2 separate regions of the Ovis aries genome follow, and region 2 is linked to region 1. A link is a contact called in public Hi-C data. All regions are on one chromosome and are shown on one strand. Each heading gives the region's core, a stretch centred on a gene start, on an enhancer-like site or on the middle of the called end of the contact. The rest is flanking DNA. Distances are from core to core; before and after follow the strand shown.

Region 1 (2,767 bases), core at 51-2,550:
CCTAGGTAAAATCTGAATAGGAGCAGGGGAAAGGAGCTCGATTCAGGAACAGCCAGCCCTGGAACATCAAGCCCACCTTTCCCATTCCTTTCCCTCACTACCCCCACCCCCCCGCCCCCGACTTGCTCCACCTCCCCGCCGCCTCTGAGCTTGCCCAAAGTCACCTTTCCTTTCCTGGGAGGAAAAAGAGATATTTTGCATTTCAGTATCTTTTACATACGACCAGTCAATCGCATCAAGTCAAGAGCAATGAGTGTGCACGTGGGAGGGGCATCAAAGCCCCCGCCCCAAAGGCAAGAGCTACCAAGGGTGCGTGCGTGCGTGTGTTATGTGTGCACGTGAGTGTGCGTGTGCGCCCGTGTGGGGGGGGGGCGGGGTAGGAGAATAGAAACGTCAAAGACGGACTGGTAGGGGGGTGGGGGGCTGGGAGGGACAAAGGTAGAATTAGCACCGAAAACCGGTAACGCCTCTCTCTCCAGGTCCCCAGTTGAAGCAATATTTTAACAAAAGGCATTTTTTTTTCAAGTTCAGAAAAAAAACAAAACCCACAGCATATTGGAGGTGGTGGAGAGGGAGTTGATCATATAAGATGCACACTTTCGGACTGGAGATTGAGTACCTGAGGATTTGCATCTAGAGAAGAAATAGGAGCTCAGAGTCACCGTTTAGTCGAGGGGGGAGGGGTGGGGTGAAGAAGGTGGGGGTAGGGACGAGGAGAAGGAGCGAAAACCCGGAGAGGCTCGGCTAGACCGACTCCTGGGGTAGCAGGATCGGCTGGGGCTCCGATTCCGAAGTGCAGGGACCCTCCCCGCCCTCCTCTCGGCCAGCACCCCGGCTCTAAGCCACTTGCTGGGCAGAGCGCTCGGGGCCAGCCTGTCCCGTGCCCCCCCACAACCACCCCCCCCGCCCCCGCCCGTGCGCCGTGTAGCTCTCTGGCACACGGAGCGCGCTCACCGATCTTGGCTTGCTCGCGGTAGCTCTTTTCGTTCAGGCAAACCCCGCGGCCGTGCAGCAGGGCGTGCAGCGGCTTCTCCTCGTCCTGCCGGGGGAGGCAACGCAGCCCCTGGGCGCAGCGCTCAGTGTAGACGCCGCACGACTGCCCCTCGGCCAGGGCGCAGGTCATGCAGCAGCCGCAGCCCGGCTCCTTGACCAGCTCGCAGCCCAGGGGGCTGGGGGGGCACATGGAGAGGGCTTTCTCGTCGCAGGGCTCGCAGTGCACGAAGGAGCCCAGACCCTGGGCCGGCCCCGCACAGGCGGCCAGAAGCAGGAGGAGCGCGGTGAGCACCATCTTTTCCGAGTCTCCCCCTTTACCTGGGGCGGGGCAGGAGCGCGAGAGTGCAGGGAGAGAGGGGCCAGGAGGGAGCGCGGAGCAATGTTCTTTTTTGAAAAAAATTTCTGGCAGGTAGAGCAGGTGCCCTCCCCCGGACAATTGCAAAATGTAGGGAGCGATGGAGGGCTGGAGTGCCTGCAAGCAAGTCTCAATTGCAAAGATTACAGACTTGCAACAGGTAGGGGGAAAGGGAGCAGCGCCAGGTGCATGCAGAGGAATCGGAGGCTGGAGAAACAAATCCCCTTCCCCACGAGTCTGACCTGGTCAGAATTGCGGCGGGGGAGCCAAAAATGGTTCACCCCCCAACAACCACCGGAAAAAAAGAGCTCGGAGGCTGTGAGAGAGGCAGTGGGGGGGGGGGCGGGAGAAAAATAGATTTCTTCTTCAAAATTTTTGTTTAAAATCTCAAAGTACACCCTGCTCCTTTCTAACCCTCAGCTGCCAGCGGCGCGCGGCTGCTGCGGAACAGGTAAGAGGCGGCGGCTGCAGCCGCGAAGGCGGAGGAAAAATGTGGAAATCAAGAAATTAAAAAAAAAAAAAAAGAAAAAACACACCAAACCCCCAACACCTCTTTTCTCCCACTCTGCTAGCACCTTTTCGAAATTCGCAGGTTCTGCGTGAAGCCCGAAGAAAGGTGCAAACGGAGGAGAGGGTAGTAAAGAAGAGGAGGGGAAAAGGAAAAAAAAGGAAAAAACCCACACCGCTTTGCAGCTCTTTCCTAGCTCTTTTTCCCCCGGCAGAAGTTTCCAAAGAGACTACGGGCTCCGGTTGAGCCGGCGCTTTTAAATAGACGGCCCCTGGCTGCCAGCCAGTTTGTAGCTGCAATTTGAGCTCCCCAACACCCAACCCAGGCAAGGATGCCAAGGAGTACAAACTCACACGGGATGGGGGTGGGGAGAGGCCTTCTAGACACACGGGGGCTCCCCTTCGCTGCCTGAACAGCTCCCTCCTCTCCCTAGAATGGAAGAAAGTGATGAGGGGACGGGGGAGGGGGGCTCGGGGAACAGGGCTGGAGCTGCCCAGAGAGGGAGAGGAGGTGGGGGTCGAGGGGGAGAATTCTTGCAGCGCGGTGGATACAATAAGGAGCAACTCATCTCCCGTCCCTCCCACCCCTTAGCTAGCCAAGGCGCAGGCTGGAGGGAGAAGAATTTTCTTATTAGCCAACTGGATATATAGAGTGCCCAAGAAATGCTACCTTAGCTTTGGGAAATGGCTGTCTGCTGGTGTCTGAGTGACCAAGTAAGGGTGTGTGTGTGTGTGTGTTGGAATGGGTGTTAGTGTAAGATGGCCAGCGATGGGTGGTGAGGGGAAATAGAAAAGAGACACTAAATTCCCCCCTAAAAATCTGGGGAAGGGGATTTAATCTAGTGTTTCTGTTGCTGGTGAAGTGACTGTCTTTGGTTGTAGGGGGAAGGGGCCGTTTTTCTTTAGCTACAC
Region 2 (2,700 bases), core at 2-2,501, 210 kb after region 1:
GACATCCTTCAGTCACGCTCTGACAGATGCATCCAAATAAATCAGTCCACAGCAGGAAAGGGCTCGGAGAGTTCCAAGTCTAGTGAAACCAGATCTGTTCTGGAGGGACAGAGAGGAGCCACGTCTGAGGGCGCCAGGAAGGCCAGGCCCCAGGCCAGACCTGGGTGCTGGTGCTCAGATGGGAGCCGGAGAGGCCCCTCCCCAGTAGGGGTCTTTCTGAGCCTTCTCCTGGCCCCAAGGGGCCACTTGTCCTCTCCCACCTCAACTGGACTTCTGATCTGTGAATTGGATGGGCCCTGTGTGTGAGAGCACGCAGCTGGCCAGCCCGTGCTCGCCCAGGTTCTCAGACCTGTGGGTGTGGGTTGGTCCCTGGGTCCCGGAGGATGCATGCCCGGCCTGGGATGCTCACCAGTCAGGTTCACCTAACCCTAATCCCAACCTCTTGACTGGTCAGAGGGATTGGAAGCCTGCTGTTTTCCAGTCACCAGAGTTGGGTGAGAAGACCTGCGGTGTTCAAGGATGTACCTGTAGGTGCTGTGTGTTCCAAGCAGACATAACAGGCAAGCACTGGTCTATTTCATGGTGCAAAGAGTCACAAATTTTCCCTCCCCAGGAACTTCCTTCTGGGCCATCACGTCCTTTTTTTCTCCCCCAGGTCATGCACATAAGGGCTTCCGTAACCTCCTTTAGTGATGGGTCCAGCACCTCCAGGGTATGTGTGCACACCTGGAGGGCAGTGAATGAGCCTCTTTCTGTGGTCTGTCTTTCAAAACTCTTTAGCCCTGACACATTCCTTCTGATCTTAAGCTAAAGACAGTTGTGCCTAGGGTAGCTTGCCCCGGTTCACGGGAGCTTGACTTCTCAGATTCAGAGGAAAACGAAGCCTTATTTTTCCTCCACTTGGAAACTCACTTGTGCCGGTGGGGCAGTGACAGCAGAGGAGCGGTGTGTCATTTGGGCTCATGGGCATCTCAGAAGGGGCAGTTGAGTCCTGGATCCAGAAGACAGGGTCCAGGGTCGTGGAGTCCAAAGTGATGGCTAGAGCAGTCCCAGACAGTTGGCTTGGGAACACTTGTTCCAGGGCAGCACCAGCTCGCTGTCTGTCTTCTTATTGACGTATGGAATCTAGGCCGCTACTTTCTAGCCAGGAGCCACAGGAAGCAGACCTGTCTTGTTTCTCACACCCTAGCCAGCCTGCAGGGAACTGATGGCCTCCAGAGAGAGGCCAGGAGCCAGCAGGTGAAGGGTGCCCCCGACGGAGGCTTACCTCACCCGCCTGGCATCAAGGCTGACTCAGAGGACAGGGTCTCGTATCACTGCCCGCTCCCGTGCTCCCCTTGGCAGTTACCTCTCCGTAGTCAGAGCAGGCCAGCTCTTCTGCGCTTCCATAACAGGGCCTGACTGCGCCTGGCGTGCCCACGCTGACAAAGTCCAAAAATAAATTCAATCGACCAATAAAGATTTGAAATGCGACTAGGGGGGAGATGAAAAATGGGCAAGTCTGATGGCCGTAGGTTCTGCAAGGCCAGCAAGGGATAAGAACCATGCAAAGACCCCAGGAGGCCCCTTCTTCCCTTACCCAGTGTCTCTCACACCAGCGGTCCCCAACCTTTTTTGGCACCAGGAACCAGGGAGATAATTTTTCCGCAGACCCGGGAGGGGGATAGTTTCAGGATGATCCAAGCACATTACGTTTATTGTGCACTTTATCCTAGTGGCTCAGATGATAAAGAATCTGCCTGCAATGCGGGAGACCTGGGTTTGATCCCTAGATCAGGAAGAACCTCTGGAGAAGGGGATGGCTTCCCACTCTAGTATTCTGCCTGGAGAATCCCATGGACAGAGGGGCCTAGTGGGCTATAGTCCACGGGGACACAAAGAGTCGGACGTGACTGAGCAACAAACACTTATTTCTATTATGATTATATTGTGATATATCATGACATAATCATACAACTTACCATAATGCAGAATAAGACAATCAGGCATTACAGTCTCATAAGGAGCATGCTGCCTAGATTCTCTGCATGCACAGTTCGTAGTAGCTCATAGGGTTTGAGCTCCTATGAGAATCTAATGCTGCTGATCTGACAGGAGGCAGAGCTCAGGCAGTAACGTGAATGAGGGAAGTGGCTATCAATACAGATGAAGGTTTGCTCATTAGCCCACCGCTCACCTCCTGTTGTGTAGCCCAGTTCCTAACAGGCCACGGCTGGCACCAGTCTGTGGCCCAGGGATTGGGTGCCCCTGCCCTGCACAGCAGCTTCCTTCCATCACTTCCTATTATTGTCATGGTTTAGTCGCTAAGTTGTGTCCGACTCTTTGCGACCCCATGGACTATAGCCTGCCAGGCTCCTCTGTCCATGGGATTTTCCAGGCAAGAATACTGCAGTGGGTTGCCATTTTCTCCTCCAAGGGATCTTCCCGAGCCAGGGATTGAACCTGTGCCTCCTGCTTGGCGGGCAAATTCTTTACCACTGAGCCACCTGGGAAGTTCCTATCACTTCTTGTAAATAACAATAAATCCACAGCCAGGTGGGCACATACTCCTATGTGGTTTTCTGATAAGGGCCTACTGAAAGCTGTGCTGAGAGTCATCAGAGAGTGTGGGAGGGGTTTGTCATCTCCATTTTATATACTGAGAAGCTAAGACAGAGGTTCAGTGACAGGCCCAGCTTGTAAAAGACAGGGCTGATCTAG

Evidence for each region. Hi-C and Micro-C count contacts between places; a contact is called where the count stands out from the background.
Region 2: a contact with region 1 is called in a Hi-C map of muscle, with 6 times the contacts expected there. The contact joins the enhancer-like site here to the promoter of IGFBP5 in region 1. A contact is called at or near these places in 2 of 16 Hi-C or Micro-C datasets (muscle and skin fibroblasts).

What each region holds. Positions count from the first base shown.
Region 1 is chr2:218,687,542-218,690,308 of ARS-UI_Ramb_v3.0, forward strand. IGFBP5 (insulin like growth factor binding protein 5) reads right to left here and starts at 1,301. Exons shown (of 4, transcript NM_001129733.1): 1 at 955-1,301. The coding sequence starts at 1,288.
Region 2 is chr2:218,892,985-218,895,684 of ARS-UI_Ramb_v3.0, forward strand. No RefSeq gene overlaps it. Among named protein-coding and RNA genes, the nearest start is that of TNP1, 27 kb to the left of the region's middle. Within about 2 kb of position 1,252, at least 1 of the 54 cell types and tissues checked has an H3K27ac peak or open chromatin away from gene starts, as enhancers often do. A contact at or near this core is called in muscle, where this site is marked.